3 separate regions of the Mus musculus genome follow, and all the other regions are linked to region 1. A link is a contact called in public HiChIP or PLAC-seq and promoter capture Hi-C data. All regions are on one chromosome and are shown on one strand. The core of a region is the stretch at or near the end of the contact, and the rest is flanking DNA. Distances in the headings are between cores, read along the strand shown. Region 1 holds the start of Zfp266 (zinc finger protein 266). Region 2 holds the start of Pigyl (phosphatidylinositol glycan anchor biosynthesis, class Y-like). Region 3 holds the start of Elof1 (ELF1 homolog, elongation factor 1).

Evidence for each region. HiChIP or PLAC-seq counts read pairs in DNA pulled down with a chosen protein or histone mark. Capture Hi-C pulls out chosen DNA fragments and counts their contacts.
Region 2: a contact with region 1 is called in an H3K27ac HiChIP or PLAC-seq map of thymic regulatory T cells, with 8 times the contacts expected there. The contact joins the promoter of Pigyl here to the promoter of Zfp266 in region 1. A contact is called at or near these places in 1 of 39 promoter capture datasets (liver) and 1 of 115 datasets of contacts at active chromatin or transcription factors (thymic regulatory T cells).
Region 3: a contact with region 1 is called in a promoter capture Hi-C map of adipose tissue, with 3 times the contacts expected there. The contact joins the promoter of Elof1 here to the promoter of Zfp266 in region 1. A contact is called at or near these places in 1 of 39 promoter capture datasets (liver) and 1 of 9 other capture datasets (adipose tissue).

Annotation. Positions count from the first base shown.
Region 1 is chr9:20,519,884-20,522,925 of GRCm38.p6, forward strand. Zfp266 (zinc finger protein 266) reads right to left here and starts at 1,536. Exons shown (of 9, transcript NM_001082485.1): 1 at 1,461-1,536; 2 at 1,137-1,236.
Region 2 is chr9:22,155,416-22,158,457 of GRCm38.p6, forward strand. Pigyl (phosphatidylinositol glycan anchor biosynthesis, class Y-like) reads left to right here and starts at 1,431. Exons shown (of 2, transcript NM_001082532.1): 1 at 1,431-1,498; 2 at 2,317-2,940. The coding sequence starts at 2,580. The coding sequence ends at 2,795.
Region 3 is chr9:22,115,717-22,118,758 of GRCm38.p6, forward strand. Elof1 (ELF1 homolog, elongation factor 1) reads right to left here and starts at 1,479. Exons shown (of 3, transcript NM_001357311.1): 1 at 1,394-1,479.

The DNA of each region.
Region 1 (3,042 bases), core at 286-2,785:
AATGCCAACAGAAACAAACCATCGAAATGCGAAAATGCATACCTCCTTAAAAAGTTACTATAACAAACAACATGACCTACCCTAGGTTCAAAGATCCTAAAAAGGTATCTGAAAATTTCAATATAAGAACCTTAAAATGGGGGTTGAAGACTTAGTTAAAAGTACATACGGCTCTTCCAGAACCAGAGATCTGGTTCCCAGCACCACACCGGCACCGCACCAGGTGGCTCACAACCTCCTGTAACGCAGCTGTAGGGAGCCAAGGCCCTTTGTGACATCCAGGGGCACTGCACTCAAGGCAGAAACCCACACCCCACACATAAACAGATAACAACTTAAAATAGATTAAATAACAGCAAAAATGCCTTAAAGAGGTCTTGGTTTATAGCTCAGTAAGAGAGCTTACTAAACATGCACAAAGCCCTAGATTCAATTCCCACTATTAGAAAAACAAAGAAACTTTGAAAAGATCTTAGATGCAAAAACACCCAAAAACTTATAACAATGAAGAATTCTGATTTCACACAAAGAAGATATTAGATAATATTAATTTTTTATTATCTTGGCTGAAAGATCAGTATTTACGGTCTTACTGGGTCAGTATCTTCTTTTTTTTTTTTTTTAGAAAATGTATTACCCCGTTATGTAAAAAAATCATGCCTGAAATTCCCAACCTATTCTCAAATAGTTCAACATAAACTGTATTTTAATTTTCCTTGAAAAACCAACCAGTTTAATCAGTACTAACCTAACAAAGCCTCCATTTTTTAAAGTCTGCAAGGAGGCACAGGCCTACAACATTCAGACAATAGCTAACTATTTGGGCTAGGGTGTAGCTCAGCAGGAGAGTGCTTAGCATCATGAGGCTCTGAGTTGCGGCCCCAGCATCAAATCAAGAGTAACTTGTTATCCTTACTTTTCTTCAACACAAAGACCCGGGTCTTTGTACGTTTATATTTATATACAGATAAATGCACTCTGCGAAAGTCTACAACGAAGTTGCCTTTTTAAAAAAATCAGAATGCAATGTGTCTCAGGTAAACATAGGTCCCACGAAAGCGAAATAATCGGATAAAGCATTCCTTTCCATACACACACAAAAAGAAAAACAAGAGGAAAAGGCTGCCCTCACCCACCTTTCAGCCAAAGCTCGGCTCCCCCAAACAGAATCGCCCGGTCCAAGAATGGAAAATGCAGCGTCTCAATGTGATACCAATGGCGAAAAGTCTATTCTTTCTGGGGAGGAAAATAATTCCACGAAGGTTACTTTACACCGGCTTTAGAAGAAAGGTGGGTGCAAACAGCTCAGGGCTGAGTCGGGATGCGCACTCGGGCCGCGGCACCCGGGAAGGCTGCAGAGCCCGGGAAGCCGCGGGACCCCGCGAGCAGAGCTCGGCCCGCCTCCCCGCACAGGCCTACCGAGTCCTCGCCCTCCCCGCGCCGCCCCCGCAGCTCCTCACCGAATCCTCACCGAGCGCTGCGTGGAGAGCCCTCGGACAAACGCCGAGAAGGACTCAGAGCTCGGAGAAAAGGGGGGGCTGGCCGTGACGTCACTTCCATTTCCGGCTCGGAGTTCTCAGCCACGTTGGAGCTCTCCAAGCTGGAGAGAAAAACTTGTTTGTTCCAGCGTCCCGACAGTTGCACCCTTTTTCGGGTGGGTTCATAAGGGGCGTTGAGACAGGAAAAGAGCCGAGAGGTCGAGATCAGAAGCGAGACCTTGAAGGGGGAGCAGTGCGGGGGCGGGGCGAGAGGCGGGACCAGGCCGGGGTGCGCCTCGGTTGATGGCGGACCGGTGGGGCGAGGATGGGTGTGGGGACGCCCCGGTGGAGATGCTGCTGACAAAAGCTTTTCTCTCCCGCCTCTCCCTCACGCTCGCGATGCCCTTAGCCATGTTGCACAATCTGCCAACCCAGGAAAAATGATCCGTTTGGTCCATTCAGTTAGTGCTGTCTCCAGACACCTTTATGTCGACCTGTCTTTGTGTGTCTCTGGACTCTGCTAACACCTCAGTCCTTGATTCCATCACGTTTTCACCACCCAGGGCTGTTAGTAGAGCCCGGACTAGCATCACGAAGCCCTGGGATCCATCGCCAGTACCGTAGATGGTACTAGTGGTGCTTGGGAGAAGAAGACAAAGTTCAAGGCCATCCTTGGCTACATAGTAAATTCAAGGCCAGTCTGTCTGGGATACATGAAACCCTGTATCCAAAATGCTTAGTTCCTAACATCTTTTCCTGATTTTTCGTGATAATGGGGTGTGTGTATGTGTGTGCATGGTTTAACAGAGTAAGCAGGCATGTACATGGCAATGTATGGAGGTCAGGGGACAACTTTCAGGCGTCCGTTATCACCATGGGTTTCAGCAATGGAAGTCAGCTTCTCTTTCACCCACTGAGCCAGCTTTTTGGCCCAAACGACTTAATTTTTAGAGACAGTTTAACAGCTTGGGTGTTTTCTATTTTTGGAATAATTCAGAGTAAAACTAGGTCAGGCATAGTGATATGCACCTTTAACAGCCCTCAGGAGGCAAACACAAGTGGATCTCTGTGAGTTCAAGGCCAGAAAGAGTTATAAACTACTTCATAGTTTCACATGGATCCTATATGGATACTAGCTTTGTGTGTGTGTGTGTGTGTGTGTGTGTGTGTGTGTGTGTGTGTGTCTCATATGGCTGTGACTGTGAATATAAGACATGAACCTAGAAAGGGGACCATGAATGGGAGATCAAAAGATGTTTTAAAGAAATGGAGAAGTTGGTCTGGAGAGATTGCTCAGTGGTTAAGAACCTTTGTTGCTCTTCCAAAGGACCCTGGTTCAGTTCCCAGTACGCATATGGCAGCCTACAAGTGTCTGTAACTCCTTTTCCAGTATACCTGATACCTCTTTTGTTCTCCATGGACATGAGACAAGCATGCAATGCCCAGACATACATGCAGGAAAAGCACCCATACATCAATAATAATAATAAATAGAAATAAAGGCATTAAATTGGGAGGAAGAGAAGGGTACATTTTGGGGAGGTGGGAACTGTGGAAGGAAATG
Region 2 (3,042 bases), core at 181-2,680, 1.6 Mb after region 1:
CCCTTCTCCCTCATCCTCTATCTCCTGTCTTTGGCTCTTATTCCCTGCCCTTTGAACTTTGGGGCAAAACCCCTCTACGCTAAGAACTTGGTCTTGGGTATCTTGCGCCAATACTGGCCTTTTCACAGGCGTGTGTAGTGAGTGCCTTTACCTCTTGAACTATCTTGCTGGCTATTTTTTGTTCCGATTTTAAATTTTTAAATTAAAAAATGTTTGTTACTTGCTCTGTGTAAACCATAGGATGGTTTGTCCTCAGCTCTCTCCTGCCACCTTGTGGTTGCAACAGAAGCTGCACGGACTCTATACCACTACTTACCTCTGAGAAGAAAAACTTTCTGATCTTTTAGCTTGCGGGAAGATTAAGGGATGGAGCTTCCTGTGCAGTACTGTGCAGAATCCTAGCTCAGCCTCATTTTTCTTTACGCTGGGATCAGAGATAACACTGCCTCACTAGGCAAGGCAGTGGCCGGCCCCGTGGACAGCATTTACGAACACCGTCCCTCCCCCCAACCCCAAGGCACACACACTCATCGTCTTACTATGTAGTCCGGATGACCTGGAACTTGCTATGTAGACCAGGCTGGTCTCGAACTCACAGAAATCCGCTAGCTTTTGCCTAAGGAGTGCTAGGATTAGGAGTGTGCTTGGCTACATTTTCTCTTAAAACTTCATTTTGCACTTTTTGCGGGAGTACACTCAGGTGTGCCACAATACATGTGTGGAGGTCAGAGGAAAATAGTTCTCCACCATGTGGGTACCGGAAGGTCGATCTCAGGTAGTCTGACCTGGCAGGAAACGCCTATACTCGCTGAGCCATCTCATCAGCACAAACTATTATTTTGCCATTTACCGATTCATACGTAAAATAATGTATCAGTCATCTTTCCGCTGCTTAAGAGGATAGATGATAGTGGCTGAGGCCAGGTGCGATTCAGGATTCAAGTTTATCAATTAGAAGTGGGGAAGGCAGCCGGGCATGGTGGTGCACGCCTTTAACCCCAGCAGAGGCAGAGGCAAGTGGATTTCTGAGTTCGAGGCCAGCCTGTTCTACAGAGTGAGTTCCAGGACAGCCAGGGCTGTCTCGAAAAACCAAAAAAAAAAAGTGGGGAAGGCTTTTCAGTGCAGAAAGACCCCACTGTCTGCTCTGGAGCGCCATGAATAAACTGTGGCAAATACGTTCCTCTCCTACTTCCAGCAGGACTAGCATAGGGGACGCCCAGCCAGAGACGATGGGATCCTTAGCTATCCGGTGCTCTCAGAGTCTTTCTGGCCTCACCCGTCAATCAAGACCACGGGGGCGGAGCCTGAGCCTGGGAGCGAAGGCAAGGTGAACTGTCCAATGAGCACGCGCGGACCGGCTCCATCGCGGGATCTGGGTTCCTCACCCCGCCCCTGCAGGGATTTGATTGGGCGGCTGGCCGGGCTGTCCCGCCTTCGTGGGGCGGTGACTGTCACCGCCAGGCGCCGAAGGGACCGGACTCCTACAGGCCTGCAAACGGTGAGTTGAGGGTCTCGAAATACGAGCGGAGGAGCTGTTGAAACCGGCTGGGGCGGGACTCGCGCCAGCTTGGCGTCTGCGCCATGGACGCCGCCGACTCCGTTTGTCTGGCTGGTTCGTTTTCGGTTCGGCCGGGTTCCCCCTGTCCTGTCTTGCCCCGCTCGGCTCGGCTCGGTTTTCTTCGGCTCGGCTCGGCTCGGCTCGGCTCTGTCCCTCCGTCGGTCAGAGACTGCAGCGGGCTCGTTGCCCCTTCTGGTCCCCGAGGCGACTGCGCCCAAGGGATGGCGCTGTCTTCGGTCTGTGCATTGACCGCGGGTGGCTCGTGACCTGGCCCCAGGTTCTGGTGCTGGTTCCCAGCCAGTCCTCGTATAGAAAGCCTCACTCAGATGTCTGAAGCGAACCCGGATTTGTAGGTCGCATTCCGCTTCCCCAGTTCACAAAAACATTATCAGTCCACCTGTCCTTCATTCTGTTTTTCAAATTGCTTACTTCCCAAAGTAATTCATGACACTTGTAGTGTTTTAAGCATGGTCTGGCAGCCGTTCTTTTGTCACTGCCTCCTCAATACTGATACCTCTGATGGGGGTCACTATAGGCAGTTTTGGAGGACACTCCTTTTTTTAAAGGCTTCTTTCTAGCCGGATGTGGTGGCTTGGGGAGGCTGATGCAGGAGGATCACAACGTTCGAGGCCAGCCTGCCGGTTCCAGCAATCCTGTCTCTAACCTACTCAGTGCTGGTACTGGCTGCTTCCCCATCCTTTCCTCTCCCTTCCCGTCGCCTGCCCTTCATCTTGTCATCTTGCATTTTTCTCATACAGTTAAAAGACCTCTCGCCTGCGCTGCGAGGGACACAGGTGGTGTCTGCAGTCGCTGGTAACCGCTGCGTGTGACGCGGAGGCTGAGGAGCCGGCACCTTCGGCCTGGGACCCCTGGACTTTCTGCGTGCCCTTGGGAAGCATGCCTGGGTGAATGAGGAGTCGGGACAAGGGGAAGATAAGACAAGAGCGCACCCGCACGAGAACAGAACTTTTCAAACAACTGAGTTTTCTTGAGACAGTTAACCTTTTAAGAAGGGAGGAAGATGATCCGGTCCCTGCCCACCATGACCGTCCTCATCCCACTGGTCTCGCTGGCAGGCCTGCTCTACTCCGCCTCCGTGGAGGAAGGCTTCCCAGAGGGCTGCACCAGCGCCAGCAGCCTGTGCTTCTACAGCTTGCTCTTGCCGGTCACCGTGCCTGTGTACGTGTTCTTCCATCTGTGGACATGGATGGGCCTGAAGCTCTTCAGACATAACTAGGGGAGCCGAGGCCCCTCCTGCTCGGGCTGCCTGCGGAGTGGGGCATGGCCGGAGGTTCCTGGCTGTTGCAGATTCTTTTGTAGCTGAAAAATACTTTTCAATAAAATGTCTTATGGGAGAGGAACACGACCAGCCTTCATCCAAAGACTGTTTCTTCTAAGATTTGTTCTTAATTGTGTGTCTGTGTGTGGGTATGCGCATGTGAGTGTGGGTGCCCAAGGAGGCCATGCAAGTGATGGGTCCCTGG
Region 3 (3,042 bases), core at 229-2,728, 1.6 Mb after region 1:
GGATTAAAGGCGTGTGCCACCACCACCTGGCAACAGGAACACGCTTAACTGGATGAATTCAGCTGATAGTAGCCAAGCATGGATAAGGCTCTAGGGCAGGGGTCCTCAATCTGTGGGTTTTGAGGTCACATATCAGATACCCTGGATCCAGATATGGCAGACACAAAAGATAAAAATAAATAAATCTTTAATATATCTGTACTAATAGTTACAGATGACAGGCTCCTGAGAAAACTTGTAACTGGATGAATCCTATTTCTACGAGGCTATTAGAGCGAAATACAAATCTCTGAGCTGGGGCTACTTTGGGTGAAAGAGATCAGGAAAGACCTTCTCTTCTGGAGTCATTCCAGATGACAAAAGGCAGCTTTGATGACAAGACAGCCAGGAAGAGTCTGAGCCAGATGAAGGGTTTTCTCGTCGTTTTACTTCAGAACGAATGGCTGAAGCTCCCGGAGCAACGGAGACAAAAGTGTGAGACACACAAAAGGAAAGGCCAAACCCTCACGGTGAAGCGTTGCCTGGTGCCGAGCCCAGCTGTCAACTGTCTAGGTGGATGTGTTTGCATCCCCTCCCATCTGGCCCTGGCAACCAGCTAGCTACAACGGAATCGCAGGCGGGGCAGGCGGGGCATCTTAGTCGATCCTGTCTCAGCTGCTATGGGCACTGCTGCCAAGCCAGAAAAGCTGAATTTGGAACCCTAACCCACGTAAAGGTGGAAAGCGAGGATGTATTTCCCAAGTTGTCCATTAACTTCTGTACACATTCTACTACACATATAGGGAAAAATGTAGGACAAAAGATTTCTAACACTTTCAAAATAGGGCAAGGGAGATGGCTTGGCAGGTGAAGTTGTTGGCTGCCTCTCTCTCTCTCTCTCTCTCTCTCTCTCCCGCGCGCGCACACACACACAGCATCCAAAACAAACTCACGATCACCTTAAAACTCCTCAAAGCTCCTCCGGCGTCTGCCACCCTGCCCATCAATCTCTGAGGAAGGATTTCACTTGGTCACTGCTGTATCCCCAGGACGCACAGTGCTTGGTATACCTTAGGCACTTAATAACTACTTGTTGAACAAATCAGTGAATTGCCCGGAATCTGTCTCTGTGGGGCCCCAGAATCCCACCGGCAAACCGCAGCCTGCGAACGAGCCATGGTGTCCCGAGGCGACCGGGACGGCGGGAAGGGATCTGGGCAGAGCGACGGCGTCCGCCTCACCCAGGTTTCGGTGGCGCCGCCCGCTCGCCCAGCTGCAGGGATCCAGGGGTCAGGCTCCCCACGAGGCCGTCCTCAAAGCCATGCCCCGGCCTCAGCTCTACGCCCTGCGGGTGATCTAGAGAAGAGCGCCGGTCCGCCCGGCCCAACGCCCGCCCGCGAGACCCTACACTTACTTGTACCAGCCCTGCCTCTCAGCCAAGGCCGCTTCACCCAGGAGACGCTAACTTCCGGCCCCTAACGGAAACGGAAATATCGCTTTGGGTTTCCCGCCCACTCCTTAACCAATTAAATGCGCGTGTAGACCCCGCCTCCAACTACCTGGCTCCGCGCAATTGTTACAGCGCATGCGCCACAGTCCTGCTCAATCACAAGCAAAATCCTAGGGGTGTTCGTGATCGCGAGGAGCGGTGGCTCCACCTGTACTCATCCTGGTTAAGGTCCTCACCTGTAATCATCTTCCTGGATTCGTCTCACTTGTCTTACCTCCTTGAAACCCTAGATTTTCCCTACCCTCCATGCTCACTCCAATATCCTAGCCCTAGAAGAGACGAGTTGGGAGAGGGAGGGGATCAGCGGGATTGTGAGACAGGAGAACGGGTAAGGGGGTTTAATGGTCAAAATACATTGTACTAGTCAGAGTTCTCTACAGTCACAGAACTTATGGAATGTCTCTATATTGAGGGGATTTATTGTGATGACTTAACAGTCTGTAGTCCAACTACCCGAACGATGGTCAGCTGTGAATGGGAAGTCCAAGAATCTAGTAGTTCGTCGCTCAGTCCCACGAGGCCAGTTGGTTTAGCTGGTAAAGAAATAGAAATAGGTTCCAACAGACGTACTGGCAAGTAAATGCAAGCAGGCGAAGAAAAGTGAGCCTTCCTTCTTCCAGGGTCCTTATATGGGCCTCCAGCACGCTTGTCAGGTAAGCTTGAAGACAGGAGCTTGAATCCCTAGCATCTACAGAAAAGCCAGGTAGGCTTGGTTACCCGCCTGTAATCCAAGCCTGCAGGAGACAGGATCCCCAGGGCACGGTGACTAGCCAGATGAGGTGAGTTCTGGGTTCAAGAGACACTGCGTTACATCAATATGTAAGATGGAGAGATGTGAGGGTCTGGCTTTCACATGCAGACCCTCACAAATATACCTGCTGAGTACATACTTCTTTTCTTAATTAAAGGCTCTGACCAGCAAGATGGCTCAGCGGGTAAAGGCAATTCTTAACACACACACACACACACACACACACACACACACACACACACGGAAAGTGCTTAGCTGTGTCACACGTTGTTACGCATGCTTTAAAGAGAATGCCCTATAGGGGGCAGTGCCATCCTTGGAACTGCCTTTTCTGAAGACCATTTCTGGTTGGCAGCATCTACTCACACAGGAGTGTAGTGGTTCAGGACTTAAATCCCAGTACTCAGAAGGCAGAAACAAGATCTGTGCTAGTTCTTAACCAGCCTGGGCTAATGTGAATAATTCAAAGCTAACCTTGGCAACAGTGGGAGGCTCACAAAAACAAAACAAAACCACAAATGCACGTGGGATAAGTCTATGCATGTTACCCTGTAGCTTGCCGACTTGATGAAATATCTTGCCTGCAGCGTGAGAGAAGACGAGTTTCTTCTGGCTCACAATTCAAGGGCATGGTCTGCGGCGACGTGGAAGACTGGCAGCAGGGGCTTGGGGCAGCCAATCACAGGGTTTCTCTCTATAGCCCATTCTGACAATGAAATCCTTCTATCTCAGCCTCCTGAGCTGGGATTACAGGTGTGTTCAACCATGCCGTGCTTTTGACTCCTAACCACAAGGACTTGGC